2 separate regions of the Sus scrofa genome follow, and region 1 is linked to region 2. A link is a contact called in public promoter capture Hi-C data. All regions are on one chromosome and are shown on one strand. The core of a region is the stretch at or near the end of the contact, and the rest is flanking DNA. Distances in the headings are between cores, read along the strand shown.

The links. Promoter capture Hi-C pulls out the DNA fragments that hold promoters and counts their contacts.
Region 1: a contact with region 2 is called in a promoter capture Hi-C map of liver, with 5 times the contacts expected there. The contact joins the promoter of PPIP5K2 here to the promoter of PAM in region 2. A contact is called at or near these places in 2 of 5 promoter capture datasets (fetal liver and liver), 3 of 47 Hi-C or Micro-C datasets (heart right ventricle, liver and skeletal muscle) and 2 of 2 datasets of contacts at active chromatin or transcription factors (alveolar macrophages and skeletal muscle).

The regions. Positions count from the first base shown.
Region 1 is chr2:108,594,310-108,601,132 of Sscrofa11.1, reverse strand. It overlaps PPIP5K2 (inositol hexakisphosphate and diphosphoinositol-pentakisphosphate kinase 2), which reads right to left and starts at 4,400. Exons shown (of 30, transcript XM_021084580.1): 1 at 3,971-4,400. GIN1 (gypsy retrotransposon integrase-like protein 1) reads left to right here and starts at 2,116. Exons shown (of 8, transcript XM_005654992.3): 1 at 2,116-4,405.
Region 2 is chr2:108,254,367-108,261,049 of Sscrofa11.1, reverse strand. It overlaps PAM (peptidyl-glycine alpha-amidating monooxygenase), which reads right to left and starts at 5,127. Exons shown (of 26, transcript XM_021084557.1): 1 at 4,856-5,127.

The sequences.
Region 1 (6,823 bases), core at 3,151-5,650, 340 kb before region 2:
TGAAATAAATCTATTTTTGTTCCCTCCCTACCCAGGTGGTATATATGTTGTGTACAAGATGAAATTTTATGCATATGATAGGATATCCAGGATTTTTTTTTCCTTTTTAACTACCACAAGTTTTGTTTTAGTAAGATAAGACAAAAATAAAAAACATGTATTATAATTATTTTCTTTTTCTTTTTATTAGTGTTGATTTACAATATTGGGCCAATTTCTGCTCTATAGCAAAGTGACTTGAATATACATATGTATATTCTTTATCTATCTATATTCTTTTCTTATATTCTTTTCCACCATGGTCTATCGCAGGAGATTAGATATAGTTCCCTGTGCTATACAGTAGTACCCTGTTGTTTATCCATTATAAATGTTTGCATCTACTAAGCCCCAAATCCCTGTCCATCCCTCTCCCTCCCCTGCTCGCTACCCAGGAGATCCAGAGCATTCTAAATGGACTGCTATTTCACTTGGACCTCTGACAACTAAAGTAAACATAGCATATGCATCTCCACTTTATTCAGCATTTTTATCAAACTACATCCTCTGTCATGAATTCTAAAATAGCCAACTATTTGGCCATAAAGATATTACATTACTCAAACACCAAAACTAAATCTTTCTTATCTTTAAGGCTTTCTATAGCAGTAGTCCCATAATGGACTGGCTACATCAGAATTATGTGGGACACCTGTAAAAACTCAAGTTACTCAACCTACTACAAATTTTCTACAGCTGCATTTTTTAACTAGATAATCTATATTTTAACATAAGCACGTGCACACACATGGGTAAACTGTTTAAATTTAGTAAAAAGGACAAATACCTCTTAAATCTGATTTCTAAACTTGAAATTAGTACCATGCCACTAAAGAAGTCACACTCAAAGCATAGGTTCTCAAACTCTAGAATGCATCAGAATCACCTGGAGGGCTTGTTAAACTACTAAACTAAAAAGTCTGGAGGTGGGACCGGATACCCTGCTTTTCTTTACATTTCAAGGTGATGTTTGCTAATGCTGCTGGTGTGGAAATCACACTGAAAACCACTATTCTAGACTTTGATAAAAACAAAGCTTTTTCTGATGTTGCTTAGTTCTGTCTTTAAATTACTGAACCTCTCTAGCCACCATTTGTAAAATGGAATGATAAATCTCAGATGTTTTGAAGGTTAAATGACATGCAAAACCAGAGCAATTAGCACATGATAAGCACTGAGTAAATGCTAGCTGTTTAAATACCTAGTCAGCAGCTGTTAGAATTAAGACAGAGATTGCTGATCTAAACAGGTTCAGAACAAACAATGTACCAATTTTCCTCCCCTGCAATGATGCCACAGAAATTCCTCTTTGCTACTGTTGCTGTTAGAGAACTTATTTTCCAGTCTTAACACACAACTTGATACTATCTCTTTCACAGCTTTACTGGTCATGGTCAAAACTACCCAATCCTTAAAATGACACTTTTTCATCTATTGTGATGATCCCATCAGCATCCATTGCTTACCCAGAACACAGACACCTAACCAGTTTTCCTGAAATACTAAAAGCATTTTCCAGTGGAAACATTGTTAAAACTGGTGACTTTGTTCTAGGGCATTATACTATAGCTACATAAATAGTCTTTTCCAGGCAGGCAAAAGTAACCTAACATCATTTATAAGATTGTTTATGCGGGAGTTCCCTTGGAAATGAATCTGACTAATATCCATGAGGATGCAAGTTTGATCCCTAGCCTGGCTCAGTGGGTTAAGGATCTGGCGTTGCTGTGAGCTATGGTATAGGTCACAGACCCACTAGGATATGGTATTGCTGTGCCTGTGATGTAGGCCAGCTCCAATCAGACCCCTAGCCTGGGAACCTCTACATGCCACCAGTGAAGTCTCCCCTCCCCAAAGAATAGATTATTTATGCAAAAAAGCTCATACCAAGTTCCATATAACCTTCAGATTGATTTTTTTTTCCTTTATCAAAAGATTATGCAGCACATTCTCACTGAGACTGCCTTTCTATCTGGTACCCACGACTCTCCTTCAAAGTTCCTATTTTTCTTTCAATTACCAACTGGAAAGTGCTCAGTGAATTTTTTTTTTTTTTTTTTTTTTTTTTTGCCAGCCATCGTGCCTCTGCCAACCTCCAAACACATCAGCTCCCTCTTCCATCTTCTATGCTCCAAACAATTTTGAATCTATCTTTACAAATATGTTCCCATCAGAGTCACGGTTTTCCTCCCCAAATTTTCACAATGAAAATTTCAAATATTCAGAGAAACCGAAAGAATAGTTGACTATAAACACCCCTGTACCCACTAGACTCAACTGCTAAATTTTGCCATGTTTACATTCTCTCTATGCACATGCATATATACATATTTGCTATACCATTTGAAGTTGTAAACATCAATATATCTCATCTCTAAATACTTTAATTTGCTCTTGCATAACCACAGTATCATTTCCACTTGAGAAAATTAGTGGCTCCACAATACAATTCATTTGTAGTTGCATGGGAGCTTTTAGAGAACAAGGATCTCATCTGTATATTCACAATACTCAACTGGTGCATAGCACTTATTTGGGTGATAAATAAATGTTCCACCGACTGTTAAGTTTAATACCCTCACAATAACTACCCTGCAAGTCACGAGTTTAAAACTTGAACAGCAAGCTTTGATTGTAAAACCTGCCTCTACCATCACTTTAATCACTTGCTTTAAACAAGCCTGTGCAAGTTTAAGTATTTTGATTTCTGAACTGTTTATTTCTGCATCAAAATACTGAAGCTCCATGAAGACAGAAATCATGTCTGTCTGCTATGAGACACCTAAGTAGGCATAACAAATATTCTTCTAATGAATACTTTCAGCCATGGGAAATGTAAGTGAAGAACAGGAAACAATGAAGCATAATGGTAGGACAATGGCAATGTAATAGTTAAGAATACAGATTTCGAAGTCTGAAAAATGTGGTTTCTGACACAAGTTCAAATGTTCACTAATAGCACAAATTTACTAGGGCAAGGAAAGTGACCTAAGCCTCAGTTCTTATCTCTGTAAAATAAGAATAAGAATCTAATACACCTCATGTAACTGTTGAGAGAAGTACGTGAGAAAATAACGTAAATCACTTGCCACACATAAGACTCAATGAATATAGCAGATTTCCTCATTTTTTTTTCTGCCGAAATAAAAACTTTTTCACTAACAGTTTTCAGTAACAAATCAAAACCATATTCCAGTGTGGAGCAAGGATGCTAGGTGCTAAAGTCAGCGAGGAAGCTTCCTACTTCCACAGTTAAACCTTTCAGCACGCTAAAGCCAAAACTAGCATTATCTACAGGACTCCAAAGGGTGCAAACTCCCAGCAAGTGGTCGAGAACCTAGTAAATGAGATCCAGTGGTCACCACTCTCTTCCCTTTCCCTCGAAGAGCGCGAGGATGCAACACTCTCCAATTGATTAGGTGTCAGTAAGCCGCAGCCTCTTTCCTTACTTTGGAAAGCTGCAACGGACGGGGCTTTTGGTCTCTTGAACTGGGGTAAAGGGAAACAAGAAGCAAGCAGAGGAACAAAGACTCTGAGGAATGAAAATGAAAACGGCCATCTCTACCCACAGCAGCCCCCAAACTTGAGATTGCCCACTTTGGTGGAGCGCGACCACAGCCTGATGTACTAGCCAGAAACTCGGCAGTTCCCTCCGAGCTAAAATGAAACCTCCGGTAATCTCAAACCCACGAAATGGAAATGGGAAGCAAAGCAGGAGGAGGACAAATTAAAACGCGAAAAGACCCTCGAGATTGTCCTGCCACTCTTCCACGCCCATGCTGCCTGCCGCTCTGGCACAGGCGCTTAGGAAGAGCGCGTGTCTAGGCTCCGCCAAGCGCAGCAGGAGACAAACCAGCTGCCCAGCAGCGGCCGCAAACCTCGAAGGACCAGGTTCTGCATCTCGATTCTCCTTCGGTCCCGGGGCCCTCACCTGCCACTCCTGCGGTCGCCACGCGAACTGCGGGAGATGACCAAGCCCATTCAGGTCTCGGTTTGCCCTTTAATCCTGGAGTCAGGAATGAGGTGTTGGTCAAAAAGACTCCGGCTATTAGCTGAATGTAGGTCTTCTCTCTTCAAAAGAAGCTGAAGAGCCACAAAGACGTACTGCATGGCACTCTTACATTTGGCGAATACTGGTCACGCCTCTTCCCCGCCCGCCTGCCTCGGGTCTCACACAGAAACCTCACCGGGCGGAACGATTTCCGGCAAGAGCCAAGAGATCCGCCTAACCCTTTCTGGCCGTGCTTCCAAGGCCCCCCATAAAAAACTCCCTCTCTTAACCACACGGGTAGTTCCGCTTCCGGCAGCACCAGATAAGTCGCGAGAGGAAGCTTAAATCTTGACGCTTGCGTTTAGGACCACTTCGGTGAGTGGTCGTTCTGGTGTGTTCACAGCTGATGATTTTTAAAATGAGGCGTGACTTGACTAATTTCAAAACTATTCGCGTCAACTAGTTTAAGGAAGGGTTTAACTGACTTTGTGGAGCTTGCGCAGGCGCCCTTGAGACGGGAGGGCCTTTATGGGGCGTTGAGTGCTGGTGCCAGCAGAGTAGAAAAGGGACGTTGTCACGCTTGGGGAGGTGCCTACTAGGTGTGATCGAGTTTTACTTATTGGTCGTCTTGCGTATGCTGAGTTAAGCAGGACCTTGCCCTTAAGAATTAGTTAACGAGTAGCCAAAACGCTCTGGAAATGCTCCTTCAATTAAAGTAACATCCGAAACTCTGAGCAAATTCAAAAGTTGCGTGCTGCAGTTGACTGATAATAAACCATTGTCCCTGTTACTTCATCATGAACGTCCTTTAATCTGAAATGTTACCCTTTTGCCCCAGATTATAGTTTACTGTGGCGGGGAGAAACGCGAATTTAAGGGATAATCTTGTCCTGTAGTTTTAAAGGAAAATTACTGTCTGTGGGTTTTCTTTAGGCATTTCGGAACCGAAGTAGAGAATTTTAAAAACGAGAATTCATTTATCACCTGGCTTCATGTATATGCATATGGAGATAAAGGCATTTTTGTTAAACGAATTTGCACGTTGAAGTGGATTATAGGGAAGTGCCTTGTGTAATGAGATTTCTCAATATTTTTCGTTACATGAAATTTTGCTCGTCCCTCCCTCAGAGTTAAAATAATTCAGAAGTAAAATTAATGATCCCAAGTGAACATGTTTATTGAAATGGTACAGATTTTAAGTTTTAAAGTTGGAACACATGCTTATTATAACCTTTTAGAGGCTTAAATTGGTAGCCTTGATGGGTTTTGCCCTTGGTGGAACACAAGTTAAATCTTAATTTTATTTCAAATGGTACTTAACTGCCTTTATTGCACACACAAGATAAAATTATTTATATTTACACTTACAGTAAGTATTCATGGATTTCATTTAATATTGTACCAGGGACTTACTGTTAAAAGCTCAACCAAATTTGATCCTGACATTTCCTCTTGCAAAATTAGGAGCTGTAATTGGCCACCTTCACTGCCTTTTCTTATTCCTACATATTTTAATACACGAGTAATTATTTTTTAAAGAATTCTTGAAAATATGAGCATATCCAAAAAAGTGTAATGTAATCTTCATTTTTATAACTCAAGCTATTTAATTCTCTCTTGTAAATGATAACTTTTGTTTAATAATATTTGGGAATAGGAAGATATTTTACTTGACTGAATAATAGAGCTTAAAGCCATTTTCTCATATTAACTATGCCACTGGGTCGTTTCTAGGGACCAAAGAGTGAATGTACTTTTGAAAAGAAAAGAAAAAAAAGCTAATCATTATTTGTTATTCCTGTATGTAAACACCCAACATCAGCAGGAAACTAACCTTCTACTTAGAAGGCTATATTTTTTGTGAACTGATTTTTCTTTCTTACGATTTTCCTATTTATCCTTGTCATTTGTCTTTACTGCCAGAACCAGAAGCTTGTGAACTCCTTTAGACTATAAGCTCATTCATTATAAAGTACACAACTCTTGATTCTTCTGAGTTTCGCTTTTAGCAGTAAAACATAAATAAAATTGCTGTAAAACATTAATTGCTGTTAATGGAAGGAACAAGATTTTAAACTTTTTTTCTCGAAGGTAAAGAGTTTGAGACAAGAAAGATTTTCTGTTACTTTGAATAGCTTTATACAGATGATAATAATACTCAAACGTTTTAACAGTAATTAAATATTGCTTTATTATTTGCAAAGAACTTTTCAAATTCATTATCTCATCTAGCCTCATAATTGTGAAAAGGGAAGAATAAGTATCATTTCCTTTGTCAAACATGGATACTGAGACATAGGTAACTGTCACATGCTAAGAAATTCTGACTCCTAAAATCCAGAGCTTCTTAGACATGCACTACTTGTGGTACCATATACATGCAAGTGAAGTAATGTTTTGTGAAGTGAAGTAATAATGACCTTTGGAAAGTGTGCTGTTTTTATTTTATTTATTTATTTATTTATTTTGTCTTTTTGCCTTTTCTAGGGCCGCTCCCGTGGCATATGGAGGTTCCCAGGCTAGGGGTCTAATTGGAGCTGTAGCCGCCGGCCTACACCAGAGCCACAGCAACGCGGGATCCGAGCCACTTCTGTGACCTACACCACAGCGCTCGGCAACACCGGATCCTTAACCCACTGAGCAAGGCCAGGGATCGAACCTGCAACCTCATGGTTCCTAGTCAGATTCGTTAACCACTGCACCACGACGGGAACTCCAAAAAGTGTGCTCTTTTTAAATTCAGTACTACTCCTATCAAAAGTGCACGTAATTATTCATTTTTAAATAGTTGAG
Region 2 (6,683 bases), core at 3,878-6,377:
TTCCATGGCTATATGCTACACAAATGTCTTTGAAAAGAAAGTCTACATTGAAAATAGTCAGTGCCTCTGCTCACAAGATGTGCAGAAACCTGAGTGACTAATTGAAAGTTAACTCCTAACAGTGTAGGTTCATACATATCTCTGAAATCCACTCATCTCCCTCTCTTGTTAAAGACCCTGCTTCTAGAGATATTTATTTCTTGCTAAGACCACTGCAAAAGTTTCCTAAATGGTTATCACTACAGCCTCTTCCTAGGCATTTTCTATACAGTAGCCAGAATGTACCTTGTAAACACAAATCTAACCATGTCACTTGTTTCACCTCTGTTGTCATCCACTGCTAAGGGATTAAGCCAACCCTCCTTAGCAAGTCCCACAAAGCCCTGAATGACATGGTTCTGTCCCTGCCTGTGAACACTTCCCTTGCCTCTTCTTCTAAGATGCCTCTCTTTAGCCACACTTTTCGTTTAATAAAATGCAGAGTTCACAAAGTTGTGGCCCTGGGGTGAATACCAACTACAAAATGTGTCTGGTTTGGCCCACACACTAGTTTAAAAAACATTTGGGCCATTTCACATTTATGAAATACGAATTTTAAGCTCCTCTTTAAAAATCATGGCATCTGGCAACACTTGGCCTGCATCCCAACCTGACAACACTTGGCTGGAACTGAGTATCTACTGTTCCCTTTAGACAAAGCTTGGGTTCTCTGGTTGCCACACCTCTCTCTCCTGCTCTCCTTACTTATTTGTTTGCATTATCTACCTAACTTCCATTATAAGCATCATATTCTGTTCCTCTTGGTCTGGAACATTCTTCAATCCTCCAACTTCTTCAGTTGCTATTACTCATTCTTCAAGTCTGAGTGTACTCACTGGGAAGTTTTCCCTGAACACCATCACCCCCTAATTTGGATGAAGTGATACCTTGTAGGACACCCACACATCCACCATCCCCTGCTGCCTACCTTCTGTGGTTCTCTGCATTACTCCACACACAAATCGCATATGATTATAATTTTCTATTTACAAGTCTGATCCTTTCCCAGACTTCTAGGTCATAAGAGGGTGACTATGACTGTCTCGTAACCCATTGTACGCCAGTGCCTAGGAAAAGGCCCAACACTTAGTAGGAGCTCTATAAGTACTGAGTAAATAAACTGAAAAGTCATTAAAAATGGCTATTCAAAATATCGAGGGTGGTGGTGTATTTATATTTTTATGTACTTAGCGATTTTTAAAATTTGAACTCTTTAATTATCATTCCCTTACCCCCAGAAAACTGAAATAACTACTTGAGTAATAGGTAGTAATGAGTAACAGTCAATGGGCTAAGCACTTCACATGGATTAGTTCATTTAATCCTTACGACAGTCCTTTGAGCCAAGTACTTCCTTCATTCCCATTTTTGAGATGAAGAAACTAGGGACTTGGGAGATTGAGTAACTTAACCAAGGTTACATAACTAGTAAATGCCTGGCAGGACTCAAACCCAGACCCATCAGAACCCAAAGCCAATATACACAATTTGTAAATGTGAGATTTTTTAACGTGCCCTAGATGATAAGAAAGCACACAGGGTAAGGAGAAATCACAGAACTATTTACCAGGCAGTTGAAATTATAGTTCTACTCCTGCTTCTATCTGTTCAACATTGGATAAGATGAAGGTCTTATTCTCTAAAGTAGATTGTAGGAGATAAGATGATGGAAACTTCTCTCAGGAAAACTGACAGCACAGACACCACCAACTTTATTCAGAGCCCTTCTTTTCAGCTATTTGTATGTGGTTTCCACAACTAGCTTTTACTGCCTAAAGGAGTTAAAGGGGAGAAAAAAGCTCTTACACTCACAAGAAGCTTTCTGCCTCAATATTCATAACTATTATACAAAACTACACAGTTTCAGGGCAGTGACATGGTATCTTTAATCTCATTTCACAAACAGGAAAAAAAAAAAAAAAAGGTACAGAGCAATAACGCCAAGTGTAAAGTTAACTTCACAACCCTCAGGCTGCCCCTCAACCTGTCTTGCCTCATGCGGTAAGCTGAATTAAGCTCTCAAGGCCAAGTATTGGTATGTACAGCCTAAGAAATTCTACACATACCAGCAGATGGATGAATTCTTTCTTGAAGTAGAAAAAGAATCAGAAATGTCACCAAGTCACACCAAATACAATCCAGTTTGGTCAATCATTTCCAAGTGGGATTCTTGCCAAATTTTTGCACCAAGCCAAATTTTTAAAAATGGTTTTCAAAAAATGTCTCACTAAGGATATTGTAACTTTTTAAGCCAATTTCCAGAATCAATCTGGGTCTCACTAGGCCATTAAGTGTTCAAGTTTCATCTTTTTAAAAATATTACATTCAATCTCTGCATCTTTTCCAGGCATTATAATAAAAATTTCTTTCTCAAGGAGTTGAGAAAAAAATTGTGTTGACACCATAAATTTGACTTACTGATATTAGAATTGAAATTTCTACAGCTTTTAACATTTCATCGCTACATCATGGACGATTTTCTGAGCTTTCATTCTAAAAACACAGAATTTAGGAGTTCTAATTATGACAGTAACCCCACTAGGATCCATGAGGATGCACGTTTGATCCCTGGCCTCACTCAGTGGGTTATGGATCTGGAATTGCAGTGAGCTGCGGGTGTAGGTCACAGACTCCACTCGGATCTGGTGTTGCTATGGCTGTGGTGTAGGCCAGCAGCTGCAGCTCAGATTTGACCCCTAGCCTGGGAACTTCCATATGCTGCAGGTTCAGCCCTAAAAAGCAAATAAGTAAGTAAGCAGAATTTAATTTTTCAAGTATGCCTTCCATTTGATGAAGTGAAATTTTAGTTCAGAAAACGCCGATATAACTAGTTATTTGTTCCAATCTATTAAGTACATTCACCAAATAATCACCTTAAAGGGCCTTCAGTAAATGTATTCTTGACACCATTTTACTTTGCCATATACAATTATTTGAATATATGTGATGTATAAATAAAAATATGAAATAAAAAGATTACTCTCTAAGATAGATTGGAAGTCCCTCTAGGTCAAGGAATGTATTCTACATCTGTCTTTTAAAAGCACATAGCACAATGCATTGCACAATACAGGAACTTATGAATTGCCTATTAAATCAGCAATTCATGAATGACAGGCCATAGCTATTTAACTTCAAATCTAAAGCTGACTTTCTTAGTCTATTTATTTGCTTTCTTCATAAAGTGCACAGAGTGGGGCTAACAATGCTTCTTGTGCCTGTGATTGTAAACTGAAAATTTACAAAAAATAGAGCACATATAGTTTGAGCTAAATGTCTGAACTTATTTTACTAAAATAAAACAGTTCTACTTTCTGAACTGTTAAAATTAAAAGCAAATTTAAATTTGCACTGGAGTTCCTGCTGTGGCCCAGTGGAAACTAATCCAACTAGTAACCATGAGGTTGCAGGTTGGATTCCTGGCCTAGCTCAGTGGGTTAAGGATCCTTGGATCCCTGGCCTAGCTCAGTGGGTTAAGGATCTGGCATTGCCTGAGCTGTGGTGTAGGTTGCGGACAGACCTCGGATCCTGCACTGCTGCGGCTTAGGCCAGAGGCTGCAGCTCTGATTCCACCCCTAACCTGGAAACCTCCATATGCCGCGGGCACGGCCATGTAAAAAAAAAGGTAAATTTGCACTTAGAATGGAAAAGCGATTGTAAAGATTGGCAAATATCTGAAGCAAGCACAGTTCTTATTTCCAAAGACTTGTGCCAATAACGATCTTTTGCTATTTGAAATCCTGTGACCACAGAAATAGGAAAGGTCCATAGCTTTGTACATCGGGTTGGGTGAGGAAGAGACGATTTCAACTCTGAATATTAATAATCAGATCCAGAAATACAAACAAAGCTATTGGCCAAATCATCTAAAGAGACATAATTATGTCTCACACGAAGGACCACAACTCAGAGAATTAGAACACTGGACATGCCGTCAGGCACCTTTATGAGACCAGATACAATGGCTCAAAATTAAGTAATACACTGAGATCATCCCACCGGATCGTCACAAGGACCCTCAGCGGTGGGAAAAGCAGACCCGCATTTCACAGATGAGAACGTAAGGTGTCCAAAAGGATCGGGTACAAAGGCTACACCCAACAAAGGTTGGGTGGCTGAAAGCAGGCTTAAATTCCCATTTTCCAAGTATCTAAGTAATGGATACTTTCCATCTGGCCTCTGCGATCGCCCTTTGCCGGCGTACAGGGCCGGCAAAACTGCAGGGAGGAGAGCAGAGCTGGGCAAGGACGCGAGAGAAGAGGAGAGGGAATTTCCATAGCTGCCCGGCACTCGCTGATAATCAACTCGGGTCGCTACTTGGCTCCAGCCCTTCTGCCCTCCCAGCGGCCCCAGCTTGCACCCCAAACTTGTCTCAGGGGAGGGCGGGAACCGGGGAGCCTTTCTCCACAGTACGGAGAGTTCCCCAAATTGAGAAAAGAAACGGCGAATGAAGAATTTTACCCACAGGATGAGGCGCAAGGAGAAGTGCGAAGGTGAGGACAGGACGGGAGGCTGACCCCTCACTACTAGCCAAGGCTGTGGCGGTGCCAAGGGGGACTCAGAAAGATAGACTAGAAGTTCCCGAGACCCTCCCTGGCCGCGGCTCTGGAGCCCGCGCGACCCCAGCTTCCCGGGAGGAAATCAACCACCGCCTCGGGCGCCGAGAAGCGGAGGGAGCTGAGGCAGCACGATCCCCCGTCCCGGCCCAGCATCAGCCCAACTTCCTTAGCCCCCTTCCCGGCTCCCACCCTCACCCTTGCCTCGACCGCCCGCGGGTTGCGGCAGCGGTGGCGGCCACGGCGGCCGCGGTACTAACCTGCGCAGCCCCGGGCACAGTCCGGGACGGAAGCGGGAGCCTGCGGGCGGCGGAGCGGAGGGCGCGGCGGGCGGAGTTAGTTGGTAGGCTCCGGCTCTCTGGGCGGGGAAAGGCCGAGCACGCGGCGGCCTCGGCGGAGGGGGCTCTCTCCTGGAGCGCGCGGGGCCCAACCCCGTCCGCAGTTCGCCCTCGGATAAGGGGTTCAGCTCCCAGTCCCTCCCCGCGGGGCGGCTCCGCTGTTGCCGGCCGCCCCCGAGCCCGCCCCGTGCTCGCGCCTCCGCTCCGCCCCTGCCTCCTCGGGCGCGGGGGCCGCGGGGGTTGGGAAGGAGGTCCCCGCAGAGTCAGCTCCCGGTCGCGCGCAGCTTCCCGAGGTTTCCCTGCGGGATTCGCTGTCCTGGGTGTTTGGACTCACGTGTGGGCAGTAAGTGGCCGAGAGCTGGAACTATCGCCGGGGGAAGGGGGTCAAGGCCCGGCCTGAAAGTCTCCCTTTGCTCCGCCCGAGTCCCAAGTCCCTAAAAGCAGCCCTGCCAGGTGGCCACGCCGGCTGCCCGGAGAGAGGCCGAGGAAAATGTCGGACTCTCCCTCCGCCCAGCGCGGGGCTAGGAGGATATTTCCCAAGAGAATCAAGGACCCCCTACCTCCTGTTCCCGCCGCAGGTTGGGGGACTCCCGCAAAGAAAGTGTGCGGAACCGGCCAGCGGGGCACCGGGGTTGAACCTGTGGAAAAAGTGCAATTTCCTTTCTGCCCAGTCGCTGGATTCTGGCCACCTCGCTCATGGCTTCGAAGTGCTTTCCTGCCCTCACCCCAAGCCTGGCGCCAGAAACCCCCTTTCCTAGCTTGGCTTCCCACCTCTACGTGTTCCTTTTGCGAGGCCTTTTTTCAGCTCGCAGTGCGCTCAACGCGCACACTCTTAGCGCTTCACCCCTAAACTGCAGGCAGGGAGCCCAGAAATCAACTCCCTCTCTACCTCATCCCAAAGCAGGGCAAAACAGGGAGCCACGGAGTTGGTAAGTTCCAGCCGAAAAGGTTTATACTCAAGTGGCTTGGTGCTGTGCTTTACTGACCCCACGCACAAACTGATACGCGTTTAATTCAAGGGCAGGTGTTTGCTACTGCCTTTACTTCCCCTCAGGTAACCTCTAGAGTGTGTTCAACGTGACTTTTCATTCCCCAAACCAGCCACTTCGCATCTTCCAAAATCCTATCCTCCTTTCCCCAACTTCTCCCAACCAAACGACCGGCAAGGATATCCAGCTCAGTGTTCTGGTTTTTCCAGGCGCTTTTTCCTTCTGCAGCCCTTGGTTTGGGGGATGGGGGTCGGTAGCGTGAGAGGAGGGATGCTGAAGAAGATGAGGTAGAAGCCAGTGGAAGGCAAGTAAGGAAAATGAGAACCTACAAAGAGCGAGAGAGGCTGCAATGAAGGAGGCAAAAGCCCTCCAGCCATAGAGGAACTACCAGAAAGAAAATTCATTTCTCTGCAGGGAAAACAACGATGCTTGCATTGGATAGATTGGAATATCTGGACTGCCTCCCATAAAGAATTTTCAGCCAGAGATGGAGAGTCAAGGATACACTTCAGGACCTAGCGCATGCCTTGACCCGCCCCTCTTCCCAACCTAAATTCCACAGAAGGCTGATGATGCCAAGCTCTGGCCAGCGATGAGAAATTCATTCTGTAGTGATGTTAGCTGACAAATATAAGAAAACAGAGCTGGGTCTTTACAGTGGATGGGAAGTTATTTTGTTTAGGCATCCCCTGAGGTACTTCTCTCTCCTGGCCTGAGCTATTACCTAAAACAAGCAGTTGGACCCTCTCTTAAGTAAGAAA